2 separate regions of the Salmo salar genome follow, and region 2 is linked to region 1. The links are chromatin contacts, called in public Hi-C maps. All regions are on one chromosome and are shown on one strand. The core of a region is the stretch at or near the end of the contact, and the rest is flanking DNA. Distances in the headings are between cores, read along the strand shown.

Evidence for each region. A called contact is a pair of places that touch in the nucleus more often than the background predicts.
Region 2: a contact with region 1 is called in a Hi-C map of blood, with 13 times the contacts expected there. The contact joins the enhancer-like site here to the promoter of LOC106608993 in region 1. A contact is called at or near these places in 3 of 3 Hi-C or Micro-C datasets (blood, gill and muscle).

What each region holds. Positions count from the first base shown.
Region 1 is chrssa07:26,386,736-26,393,695 of Ssal_v3.1, reverse strand. LOC106608993 (splicing factor 3B subunit 2) reads left to right here and starts at 4,550. Exons shown (of 22, transcript XM_014207310.2): 1 at 4,550-4,727; 2 at 5,859-5,905; 3 at 6,007-6,090; 4 at 6,343-6,570; 5 at 6,768-6,830. The coding sequence starts at 4,598.
Region 2 is chrssa07:26,419,515-26,426,474 of Ssal_v3.1, reverse strand. It overlaps LOC106608991 (calpain-1 catalytic subunit), which reads right to left. Exons shown (of 21, transcript XM_014207307.2): 5 at 2,307-2,440; 6 at 1,851-2,019; 7 at 1,477-1,560; 8 at 1,184-1,269; 9 at 930-1,004; 10 at 602-762; 11 at 355-515. Among protein-coding and RNA genes, the nearest start is that of LOC106608991, 18 kb to the right of the region's middle. Within about 2 kb of position 3,649, at least 3 of the 13 cell types and tissues checked have an H3K27ac peak or open chromatin away from gene starts, as enhancers often do.

The DNA of each region.
Region 1 (6,960 bases), core at 3,301-5,800:
AGATATTATTGAACCAATATTTCCACAACAGGGGCTCATGGGACGAAGGGCAAGGGCGCCGGCAAAATCATATTTGCCCTTTACCACAGTGGATGGATGGCAAGAACCCATCACTAGTGGTATCCCTCAGCTGGAGAAGACGCTGGCTGCCCACTTCGTTCCAGGTTGCAGCCAATGGAATGCAAAGATGTCTTCTCTGCCCCCCTTCAAAGACCGCTTCACTGCGCAACTGGCAGACACGAGCTATACCCTCGGCTGGCAAGCTGTGGCAGTGGCTAACAACGTCACTTTGCTTACTGTGGCCCTGTCCCGAATGTCAACCCGTCAGACATCCTTCTCCGAGGCCGAAGTCGAGGAGGTGTCACATCTGTCTGGCGATGTGCTCCACCTTAACCAGGCATTGGCTGTGTGCTCGGTACGAGTTATGGCCATCTCTGTAGTTACACAGAGGCACCTTAGGCTTTCTTTGACAGCCATCAAAGAAGCTGACATAACGCTCCTACTGAATGCTCCCATCTCTGATGACAGCATTTTGGGAGTCACCGTCGTGGAGGCAACGGAGAGCTTTTAGAAGATGGAGGAAGATATGTGACAGCTGTCTAAGTACCTTCCTCTAGCCAGATCTGTAGCTGCCCACCGAGACTCGGCTCCCCACGCCTCCACCTCATCGCGGGCCCAACCTGGAGCGATGGCACGTCGTCGTCATACCTGTGAAAACCTCTACTCCTACTCTGGCGCCACCAGCCGCCTCTACGGCCAGGCCCACAGTCAACTCATAGCTGGTTGCAGCCCCTACATGGCAGAATGCACCTCAAAGTTCCTACAACAAGAGACGCCGAGACTGATGGGACGCGGGAGAGTGTGTCAAGGACTCAGTGACCAACTGCTCTGTGGCTAAGCCTCCTCTCGGCCTCCTCTCTCTATTACGGTGGGTGCTTCGCGTCCTCGACCCCTCCCTTCCTGTACTAACAGTGAGGGAAAAAAGTATTTGATCCCCTGCTGATTTTGTACGTTTGCCCACTGACAAAGAAATGATCAGTCTATAATTTTAAGGGTAGGTTTTTGACCAGTGAGAGACAGAATAACAACATAAAAATCCAGAAAAACACATGTCAAAAATGTTATAAATTGATTTGCATTTTAATGAGGGAAATAAGTATTTGACCCCTCTGCAAAACATGACTTAGTACTTGGTGGCAAAACCCTTGTTGGCAATCACAGAGGTCAGACGTTTCTTGTAGTTGGCCACCAGGTTTGCACACATCTCAGGAGGGATTTTGTCCCACTCCTCTTTGCAGAGCTTCTCCAAGTCATTAAGGTTTCGAGGCTGACGTTTGGCAACTCGAACCTTTAGCTCCCTCCACAGATTTTCTATGGGATTAAGGTCTGGAGACTGGCTAGGCCACTCCAGGACCTTAATGTGCTTCTTCTTGAGCCACTCTTTCGTTGCCTTGGCCGTGTGTTTTGGGTCATTGTCATGCTGGAATACCCATCCATGACCCATTTTCAATGCCCTGGCTGAGGGAAGGAGGTTCTCACCCAAGATTTGACGGTACATGGCCCCGTCCATCGTCCCTTTGATGCGGTGAAGTTGTCCTGTCCCCTTAGCAGAAAAACACCCCCAAAGCATAATGTTTCCACCTCCATGTTTGACGGTGGGGATGGTGCTCTTGGAGTCATAGGCAGCATTCCTTCTCCTCCAAACATGGCGAGTTGAGTTGATACCAAATAGCTCTATTTTGGTCTCATCTGATCACAACACTTTCACCAGTTGTCCTCTGAATCATTCAGATGTTCATTGGCAAACTTCAGACGGGCATGTATATGTGCTTTCTTGAGCAGGGGGACCTGGCGGGCGCTGCAGGATTTCAGTCCTTCATGGTGTAGTGTGTTACCAATTGTTTTCTTGGTGACTATGGTCCCAGCTGCCTTGAGATCATTGACAAGATCCTCCCGTGTAGTTCTGGCCTGATTCCTCACCGTTCTCATGATCATTGCAACTCCACGAGGTGAGATCTTGCATGGAGCCCCAGGCCGAGGGAGATTGACAGTTCTTTTGTGTTTCTTCCATTTGCGAATAATTGCACCAACTGTTGTCACTTTCTCACCAAGCTGCTTGGTGATGGTCTTGTAGCCCATTCCAGCATTATGTAGGTCTACAAACTTGTCCCTGACATCCTTGGAGAGCTCTTTGGTCTTGGCCATGGTGGAGAGTTTGGAATCTGATTGATTAATTGCTTCTGTGGACAGGTGTCTTTTATACAGGTAACAAGCTGAGATTAGGAGCACTCCCTTTAAGAGTGTGCTCCTAATCTCAGCTCGTTACCTGTATAAAACACACCTGGGAGCCAGAAATCTTTCTGATTGAGAGGGGGTCAAATACTTATTTCCCTCATTGAAATGCAAATCAATTTATAACATTTTTGACATGCGTTTTTCTGGATTTTTTTGTTGTTATTCTGTCTCTCACTGTTCAAATAAACCTACCATTAAAATTATAGACCGATCATTTCTTTGTCAGTGGGCAAACGTACAAAATCAGTAGGGGATCAAATACTTTTTTCCCTCACTGTAAGTGCTGGAGCTGGTCATCTCATGCACACATACGTGCGGTCAGCAATGATAACCCTTCCAGGTATAGTAAAACAGCGTTTGCATCACATTTCAGTAATTTAGCAGACGCTCTTATCCAGAGCAATTAGGGTTCAGTGCCTTGCTCAAGGGCACGTCAGCAGAGTTTTCATCTAGTCGGTGATTTGAACCAGTCATCTTCTGTTACTAGCACAACGCTCTTAACCAGTATGCTACCTGCCGATACCACATACGTGCATATGCTCTCTTGTGTCATATGCTCTACGGCCCCTGCACTACAGGTTTCAACCATGCCAAGTAAGGGCATGGGGCCTACACACATTGTGTTTGCGGCAGGCTCAAACACTGGGGTTACAAATGTAACCATCGCGGCGATGCCTCCGGTTCACACAGAGTGTAACACACTTTCCTCTCCATTCCAAGGGGGGCCCCCTTGGGCGGACAGGGCCATAGAGGAGTAAAGATGTCTTGGACTGAATGGTCCTCCACTTTGCACTCAGAGCATTATTGGGGATGGCATCGAAGCTGTTCTCTGCCCACCTGGTTAGACTGGAAGTTGAGGCGGGGTGGAAGCTGAGACTTCCTGTTCTTCTCTCGTTGATGGCATGCCACCTTCCAGGCCACCTCAATGTGGGGGCAGACCTCATATCCTGTGGAGGCCCTCTAGCTGACGAGTGGCGCCTACACCCTGAAATTGTCCTCCAGCTATGGGAACTTTTCACACATTGCCCCTTTTGGGCCTCTCTTTGGGCCCAGGATAAACCGCCACTGGGATTGGATGCGTTTGCTCACCACTCATGACTGAGGGTTCTCCTGTACGCTTTCCCCCAATAATGGGGGGTCCAAGGCCGAGCAGTTGCCATACCAGGCATTGATGCAACACGTCGGATGCTCTCGATGGTGTAGCTGTAAAACCTTTTGAGGATCTGAGGACCCAAATACTTGGGATTGTGAGGTTTTATTGCAGAACAGTTGCAGGGGGTGTTGAGTGGTAGTGTTATGTCTTCTCAGACCGTTGGTCTGGAGTAGGATTAGATAGGGTAAATAGTGGAATGGGGTGATGTTGTTTTTGATTATAATTTTTTAGAGAGGGCTAATTTGGCAGGGTAATTTTTCCTTTTCCCCAATTTTATAGTACCGTATCACAAATCATTTAATGTATGTAGGTAGGCTGTGAATGGCCTCACACTCCAGTAGAGTAGGTGGTGGTGTATGCACCTTAAAATTGGATGCGATCCGTCAACAATCCCAAAGAAGCCAAATTGAGCTCAGTACCGCATCGCCTTGCGCCTCTCAAATTTTGTAAAAACGCGGAGGGCTCCATATAGCTCCGCATTGACATGATTGGTCGACGATAGGTGAGGGCGGGAGGTCCTGTATAAACACAAACGGACTTCTTTATTAACAACTTGCTTCACAACAGCTCTGCGCTGCTCAGCGAAGCACAAGAAGTATGAATTCCCTAACATCTGCAGAGGCAGTATCACTATAACACTTACAAAAAAAAGATTGCAGTTTTGAAACTGCAGTAAAACTCCAGTAACTGCAGTCGACTGTGGATTTTGGACGCAGTAATTGCAGTTATACTCCACTGACTGAAATCTTTTTTCGTAAGGGAAATGCTGCAAGGCCCATGCAGGTGACAGATTGACCATACAGCGCCTTGTATGGAGCTCAATTTGGCCTCTGGAGGCTCCACAATTGTGTCACACCATCCATACAGCGCCTCTGACCACATTTCTCAGATCAAGCATAAATTGCCTCTTACTTCACATTGGCATGTCAATTTGGCAATGAATCAGGATCGTGTTTTTCTTATTTAAATACTGCGACCTAGTGGTTGTAATTTGGAAACCCATGGATAACATTATTCCTCCTACCACAAACTACATTACCCAGATGTCTCCAACTGCTTTTTCCGGTTTCCCCATAGTTCTTTGCGAGATTTGTCAGGTTTTCGTGTCTGTTGTTTCTGTAGAGTCCCATTGCTCAGTAGAATTTCAACATGGCTTCCGACGGACCGCCGGGGACTGAACCCATGCCTTCCGACTTGGGGAGCTCTGTAGCGGCCCTGAATACATGGAGCAATCCGGAGCTTCAAGCCAAGCTAGGCGAGCTAGGCGCACCCAACATGGGTATGAGTAGAAGCCGATGAGCAGCAAGCTTTGAATTGAATGAATTGTGTGTAGCAGTAGCTAGCCGCTAACATGCTATCCATACATATGTACTTCCGAGGCAAAGTTAGCTAGCAAGGCCCTCATGGAAGTAATGGAGAGTGCAAACTAACGTTATCATAACTCGCTCGCTATCTACACAAACAATACATATTAGCTACAAGTTCATGTTCAACACCTCTACGCATAGTATTTTGCTTAACGTTAGTGAGTCATCATGGTTGATAGCTAACAGCTAATCTTAACTTGCTGTTTTGGTTGGGTGTTTGATAAAAGTCGCTGCATGGTCAATCTGTTTGCATTGGCTGTACAGCATTTAAAGCCAATTTATGCTTGATCCGAAAATATGGTCGGAGGCGCCGTAAGGATAGTGTGACGCAATAGCGAAGCCTCCAGAGGCATGCAGAGTTCAGTATTGCATTGCCATGCCCCTCTCAAAATGTGTAACAATGTGGAGGGCTCAATATAGGTCCGGCATTGACATGATTTGATGAGGGTAGGTGAGGGCGGGAGGTCCTGCATAAACACAAACTCACTTCCTTGACAACAGCTCTGCACTGCTCAGCGAAGTACCTAGAAGTATGAATTCCCTGACTTCTGTAAAGGCTGTATCACTGTAAATGCTGCACGGCCAATGCAAATATTGGATTGACCATGCAGCAGTACAGAGCTGTTGTGAAGGAAGTTGTCAATGTTTGTGTTTATACAATACCTACCGTCAACCCATCAGGTAAATTCAGCGCTATATTGAGCCCGTCGCATTTTTACAAAATTTGAGGCGAACAGTGACGCCTTTAATAGTCCTATATTATAGGACCGATATAGCCATCTGCAGCATGGGCGGAAACGTCCTCCCCCCAAGAAAAAAAATTGCAGCACCTCCAAACCTTCCGAACACATTTTCGGATCAAGGATAAATGATCTAATAGCAAGTCATGCATGCTGCGATGCTTTCCACGAAGTGGCTGATTTAACTACATAGCAATATAAATTAACCTTTCATTCCATCCATTTGTAATGAAATCATCATTCTTGTTGTCCCAGCTGTATTGTTCATTGTTGGTTTACAGTTGTCTTTTCCTCCTTCCTTAGGCCCCAGAGAGGAGATGCTGGACAGGCTCAAGGGATACATGATGCAGGTCAGTGTGTGCTAGTGAGGGGGAGAGTGGAAGAGTGTATTGCATCTTATGCGTTTATCTGATCCATTTGTCTTTGTGTGCATCTGTGTTTTTCCACTCAGACTGGAGTGATGCTCAGCAAGCCCAACCAAGGGGGTGATGACAAACCTATGACCACGCAGGTCAGCACCAACCGACCCTATAAGGTTTTTAGACAGTCCAATCTAATTCCTCTCATTCTTACATTTCATCACTGTGATTATTTAGCCATAGACTCTGCAGCATGTCATCAATCTGTCATGAACAGGACCAGGAGTTTTACCTTTACCATGTGACCTGACCAGTAAAAACAAAGGGGAGTTGGTTAAGTCACATGGTGCCGGAAGAACTACTTACCCAAATCAAAAACAACTTTACCAACAACCACCCTTCCCTCCTCCTCTACCTTTGTCCCCCAGATGCCAGGCATCCCCCCCATGCCCCCGATGCCCATGCCGCCCATGCCACCTGGTATGGGTATGCTCCAGGCGATGAGCATGATGGCGGGTGGACCCCCTCCACCAGGGATGCATATGGGAATGGAGCCTCCAGGCATGCCCCCTGGCCTCTCCCAGGAGGACCAGCTGAAGATGGTGCAGCAGAGGGCTGCCATGATGATGCAGCATGAGGAGAGGGCCAAGCAGCAGGTAAGACCAAACCACCAGAGGGGGTTTTATCTAGGCCCCTGAGTTTTACCTGACTAGGAACTACACTAGGCCCTAGTTGTAAGGTAGTCTGTATTATCTTGCGATGGGAAGGAAGCAGTGGCTCTGGAGGGGTTCTGGTATGATGTTCAGTTGGTGATGAATAGTTTCAAAAGTTGACATTTTGTGTGTGTGTTCAGGGGGATTCCCGTGCTATGGAAGAGCACATGAAGGAGCAGGAGCTTCTGGAGCAGCAGAAGAGGGTGAGGACTGGAGGCTTTCTCCCATCTAAATGATTTTGTTGTAATTTATTAATAGTTTTGTGTCACAACCAATCATATAGTAATGTTACAGTCCCTTTACTTGCTTGAAATATATCACATCTTCTAATTC
Region 2 (6,960 bases), core at 2,400-4,899, 34 kb before region 1:
TAGGATAGTAAAGGAAATGTACAACCCTTAGTATACCAATACAATTATTACAAGGAAGTTGAGTTCTGTAGGGATTTCCATAGAAAATTACTTTGTGACGCTATCGTCCAATAATATATCACCGTTACTCTACACCCTTAAGATATAATATTAGGACTTGAAGTCGAGCATGCGGTTGTCTATGTGAGGCCCATGTGTGAAATATATTTGAGTTTAGTAGAACCATTTACTATAGCCTGGATTAAGTGAGAGTAGAATTAGGATTTCAGTATCACCCACTGTTGTTTAACACACACTGAAAGGAGATAGAGAAGAATTTATATAGGCATATTCATACATATTACACCCCAACACCTCGTAAATGGCGAATCCGATGGTCTCCATGTCCTTGCCCTCCTTGCGTTTCTTTCTCCGGTCCTTCTGCATCAGCGCCACCAGGAAGCTGCAATCTGATTGGCCGGCTGTGTCGGGGTGCTGCAAGCCGATCTTGAATTGTGGGTTGATCCAGAATGTGGCTAAGCATTGTGGGGGGGGGAAGTTATCAGAAGACATTTTCTAATCAACTGTGTACCACTTCTTTATAGCCTCCCTCTCTCCTTACCAGGGAAGTTCCTGCAGCCCCCGGCCGTGCTGCCCCTCCTCCACTCCCCCTGGTAGACGGCTGAGCTCCACTTCTTCTGCTGGTTGGCCTCCAGGGCGTCTGCTGTGAGGTTACAGATCTCCAGACGCGTAAACTCACGCAGGAAGTCGCTGAATGACATCCTGAGAGGAGGGATGGAGAGAGCGAGAGGTGGAAGGCAGGGAGGGAGAAGGGGAGAGGAAGGGACAGTCTGTAATGTGTATGATGCAATAACTCACACATTCTCTCAAGTATCATACCCAGAGGCCATCAGACTCGGTGACACAAATACACACTCCCGCACACTCACCAGAACTCTCCATCCTCACTGCGGTTCTGGAGTCGCCCTCTGACTGACCGGTCCACGCTCTCCCACTCTCTGGAGCTAAAATAATCGCAAATGAAAATACATTAACGACTGTATTCCATATCAACTGGGATAGAAAACCACTCTCACTAGTTACACAGTGTGATATGTAATATGACACCTGCAGTATAAAATCACTCTCACTAGTTATATGATAGGTAATATGAGAGGTGTATAACAGTGTTTCCTTCTCTTACTTGTCACTCCAGGCACCAGTCCACTCTATCTCTCCCCAGGGGTTGCGGATGCGGACCAGTTTGGTCATATTCCCCCTGTACACCACCTGAGGTTGAGGGATACTGCATTACACAGATGTATAGTAGATGGGAAAATGGCCACCAAATCCAAATTTGATTCATGTACAGGTTAAGGTAGACACATTTGTATTCGTTTTAATGCTGTCTTTTGCGTCCGACTGTTCAGAACACATGATGCAATTGGGGGAATTGACCCCTTAGTGCCACTCAAACCAGAGCAGTCATTGGCTCACCTCGTCAACCCCGGTCACTGAGTAGGCGTGACCTTTCACCAGCTTCTTAAAGGTCACAGCCTCCATGTCCTGACTACCGGTGATCTGGGGACAGAAGACAACGTCAGAGTAAGTGTTTCACTGTACTGTTTACACCTGTTGTATCATGGTGCACATGACAACATTTGACTTGATTCGATTTGAGAGGATACACACACAGGGACTCTTGACACACTGTTACATGTTCCAGGCAGGGACATGATATGACAAAGTCTGTGAAAATGATGACGTCTGTGAAACATCCTGGTTCTTAGCGCCGCGTCAAGCTTATTAAAATAGGCAGTGTTTTCTATGACATAATCGAACAAATGAACGTAACAAATCTGAGTACTGACGTCTATGGAGCAGCCCAGCAGCGATCCTCTCTCCACAGCCCGACTGATGATACTGTAGAGGTCAGAGGGCGCTTTCCTCAGCTCATACATCTCTGTTACCCCTCCTGTGAAGTCCTCAAAACCCTCTGACGTGCTGCCTCCCGACAGGGCCTCGTAACAGCCATGTAGCCTGCAACGAAGGTGGACAATTCTGTTTCAAAAGACTATTTAAAAACAGACATTTCTGTACAATATACAGACACGACACATGCATATAGACATATCATTTTACATAATTTGTATTTACATTTTGGTCATTTAGCAGACGCTCTTATTCAGATCGACTTACAGATATCATAACCCATACCAACATATACAGAGTGAAATAAATGCAAAGCCCATGTATACACTTGAATCCTTCTAACCACCCTCTTCTCTCCTTTTTCTCCTCTCCTCCCATCCCTCATCCCTCCTTACTTGGCGTAGGCTTTCTCCAGCAGGGCGCTCCAGAATTCTCCTCCCTCGGCAGAGTGGACGAAGAGTAGCTTCCCATCCTTCACCGGCAGCCTGTCATCGATCACCACCTCCACCCACTCCCCATACTGCCAGAACTACAAAACACAGACAGTAGGGAGACTATCAGAACTACAAGACGCAGACAGTTGAACTACAAAACAGACAGTAGACCTATAACACACACATATTAGGGAGACTACCAGAACTACAACACACAGACAGTAGAACTACAAAACAGACAGTAGAACTACAACACACAGACAGTAGAAATACAACACACAGACAGTAGAAATATAACACACAGACAGTAGGGAGACTACCAGAACTACAACACACAGACAGTAGAACTACAAAACAGACAGTAGAACTACAACACACAGACAGTAGAAATACAACACACAGATAGTAGGGAGCTCAATATCACTACCTTTACCCACTCTCCAACCTGCCACTGAAATTTGGATAGGGATAGGATGAAGTGAGATGCAGCTAAGCACTGATTTAAGGTCAGTTTTACACGCGGTGCCTTACTTTGCACAAGCACCAAGAACGAATACATTGAACATTGAAGACAAGCTCTGACGTCCCCTCTAGTGGTGAGGGTGAGCTGATCGCAGAACTGTGCCCGGGGGTAACTTCTAACCAGAGCGGAGCGTTTAGTCACTTACATCCAATGACCACCAGGGGGCAGAAGTGGCATTAGAACAATATCACCATAGGGCTCAACAGGGAAGGGGGAGGAACTAAGATTGAGGCAACAACCACAGGAATTTATGGCAAGATCACGCTATCTTCCTTCCAATACACATGGGTTCCATGTAGCCTGCCTACACCACTGTGATGTTAGTATGCTTTTAGAGGGAGAAATACAGGCTGTCCAATAATGTATGTACCATTCTCCTCAGCTGCACGTAGTTGACTGATGCAGACCTACGGCAAGGCAATATAGCTCCACCACCACAAAATAACATCAGGGACACCAGAACATTATATAGAGTTTGAGGTATGTGGCTCTGGGATACATGAATGTAACAATACTGAAGTGTCAAAACCAGTAGTTACAATGACACCTAATTAGATTCAAACTGTTCTGACTCGTGACTTCCAAACAGTGGCAGGGGGAGGGGATGTAGAGCAGAGAGCCACAGCTGAGTTGTTATTGTGTGTGTGTGTGTGTGTGTGTGTGTGTGTGTGTGTGTGTGTGTGTGTGTGTGTGTGTGTGTGTGTGTGTAGTGTGAGTGTGAGAGTGAGAGAGACAGAGACAGATAAATGGATAATTTTGCATGCTCTGCAGGGCTAAAGAGACTGCTGGGACTGTACGGTCGACTGCAGAACAGGACAGAACAGGGTTGACACAGAAGTATCACAACACCCCCTGCCCCACCAACACACACAGAGGGGGAACCAAACTATGAGCCACTGTCTACCCTGTTAGCCTTTATGGGGCAAATCCTAACTTCCACGTTAAGTAGAATTTTCCCCTAGACATGCATTGATGTCAAATGGGAGAAAATGTAACGTAGGTGGAAGTTAGTTATGATAGGGTTGAATCCTATCTCTTACAGTATCTATTTAGCAGAGTTGGTGTCTGTTCCATATAAACACCAATCAATTTGAGAACTGAATTGCATACTAGTTCAACGGATAGGAGAATTGAACTAAAATTGACCCCAACGCTATCACAACGATCTCTGATATAAACACACCAGTGCTGGCCACAAGGAAAGTAAACCAAATATCCACATCTGTGTAGCAAGCTCGAGGGAGTGTAGTCTGTCCTAGAGCTGCAGCACTTCAACCGTGCAGTTCCTTTCACCTTCTGATAAGAATATCCCATCAGCAACCTAGATATTTCCAAACCGAAAATTACAGGCATACTGTAGTCTGTTTTACAATACAGGATTTGTTGAGTCTCACAGCTCATCTCTGCGCCTAGCTAAGCTACATACCGCATTCCCAGAATCTGCAGCACAGCTCCCCCTTTGTCTGGCTAAACCAATTAGAACATCCAATTACATTTGGGAGGATGAGTCACCCAGGCATACGAGATCTGGCACAGGATCAGGAGATCTCAACAAAACACTGTATTATTGGGTTTAGACGGTGTGTGTGTGTGTGTGTGTGTGTGTGTGTGTGTGTGTGTGTGTGTGTGTGTGTGTGTGTGTGTGTGTGTGTGTGTGTGTGTGTGTTCTTAGTATCTTTGTGGGGACCAGAATTCCTCACAAGGATAGTGAAACAAGGAAAATTCGGACAAGTGAGGACATTTTGCCGGGTCCCCACAGAGTAAACAGCTATTTTAGGCTAAGAGGTTAGGTTTATGGTTAAGGTTACTATCAGGGTTAGAATTAGTGTCAGGGGTTTGGTTTAGGAGGTGGTGTTAGGTTTAGGGTGGTTAGGGTTAAGGTTAGGTTAAGGGAAAATAGGATTTTGAATGGGAATACATTTTTTGGTCCCCACAAGGATAGTAAAACAAAGTGTGTGTGTGTGTGTGTGGGTGTAGAGGGAGATCTCAACAGAACAATGTATTATTGGGTTTAGACCTTCAACTGTAAACTAACACACAGGCCACACAATGGAGGAAGGGATACATGGTGAATTAGATCACATGCACATACAGTTGAAGTAGGAAGTTTACATACACCTTAGCCAAATACATTTAAACTCAGTTTTTCACAATTCCTGAAATTTAATCCAAGTAAAAATGTCCCGTCTTAGGTCAGTTAGGATCACCACTTTATTTTAAGAATGTGACACGTCAGAAAAATAGTAGAGAGAATGATTTATTTCAGCTTTTCTTTCTTTCATCACATTCCTAGTGGGTCAGAAGTTTACATACACTCAATTAGTATTTGGTTGCATTGCCTTTAAATTGTTTAACTTGGGTCAAACATTTCGGGTAGCCTTCCACAAGCTTCCCACAATGAGTTGGGTGAATTTTGGCACATTCCTCCTGATAGAGCTGGTGTAACTGAGTCAGATTTGTAGGCCTCCTTGCTCACACACACTTTTTCAGTTCTGCAATTTTCTATAGGATTGAAGTCAGGGCTATGTGATGGCCACTCCAATACCTTGACTTTGTTGTCCTTAATCCATTTTGCCACAACTTTGGGAGTATGCTTGGGGTCATTGTCCATTTGGTAGACCCATTTGTGACCAAGCTTAACTTCCTGACTGATGTCTTGAGATGTTGCTTCAATATATCCACATCATTTTCCATCTTCATGATGCCAACATAATGCTGCCACCCCCGTGCTTCACGGTTGGGATGGTGTTCTTCAGCTTGCAAGCCTCCCCTTTCTCCTCCAAAAATAATGATGGTCATTATGACCAAACAGTTCTATTTTTGTTTCATCAGACCGGAGGACATTTCTCGAAAAAGTACAAACATTGTCCCCATGTGCAGTTGCAAACCATAGTCTGGCTTTTTTATGGCGGTTTTGGAGCAGTGGCTTCTTCCTTGCTGAGTGGCCTTTCAGGTTAAGTCGATATAGGACTCGTTTTACTGTGGATATAGATACTTTTGTACCCGTTTCCTCCAGCATCTTCACAAGGTCCTTTGCAGTTGTTCTGGGATTGATTTGAACTTTTCGCACCAAAGTATGTTCATCTCTAGGAGAGAGAATGCGTCTCCTTCCTGAGCGCTATGACGGCTGCGTGGTCCTATGGTGTTTATACTTGCGTACTATTGTTTGTACAGATGAACGTGGTACCTTCAGGCATTTGGAAATTTCTCCCAAGGATGAACCAGACTTGTGGAGGTCTACAATTTATTTTCTGAGGTCTTGGCTGATTTCTTTTGATTTTCCCATGATGTCAAGCAAAGAGGCACTGAGTTTGAAGGTAGGTCTTGAAATTCATTCACAGGTACACCTCTAATTGACTCAAATGATGTCAATTAGCCTATCAGAAGCTTCTAAAGCCATGACATCATTTTCTGGAATTTTCCAAGCTGTTTAAAGGCACAGTCAACTTAGTGTCTGTAAACTTCTGACCCACTGGAATTGTGATACAGTGAATTATAAGTGAAATAATCTGTCTGTAAACAACTGTTGGAAAAATGACTTGTGTCATGCACAAAGTAGATGTCCTAACCGACTTGCCAAAACTAGTTTGTTAACAAGACATTTGTGGAGTGGTTGAAAAACGAGTTTTAATGACTCCAACCTGAGTGTATGTAAACTTCCAACTTCAACTGTATTTAATGCATGAATGAGTTTATATGCCAGTAGGTTCATAGACACACAGCCATGTTATTTCCTCTCATGCCAGCAGGGAAACTGTTTAGGACATAAATAAGTAGGCTATGACTGTAGAAATAAATGTGACTGTAACGTGTGACTGTAACGGTCGTCGTGGTGGATGGACCAAGGCGCAGCAGGTTGAGTGCTCATACTCACTTTATTAGAACAACACAAGAAAAACAAAACGAACGACAAACAGTCGTGCAGGCAACACACAGCTATGCAACGAACAACCTCCCACAAAACCCCATGAAAACAAACTCCTAATTATAGGACCTTCAATCAGAAGCAACGATAACCAGCTGCTTCCAATTGAAGGTCCAACCCCAATGAACTAAACATAGAAATAGACTAGACAGAACATAGAAATATAC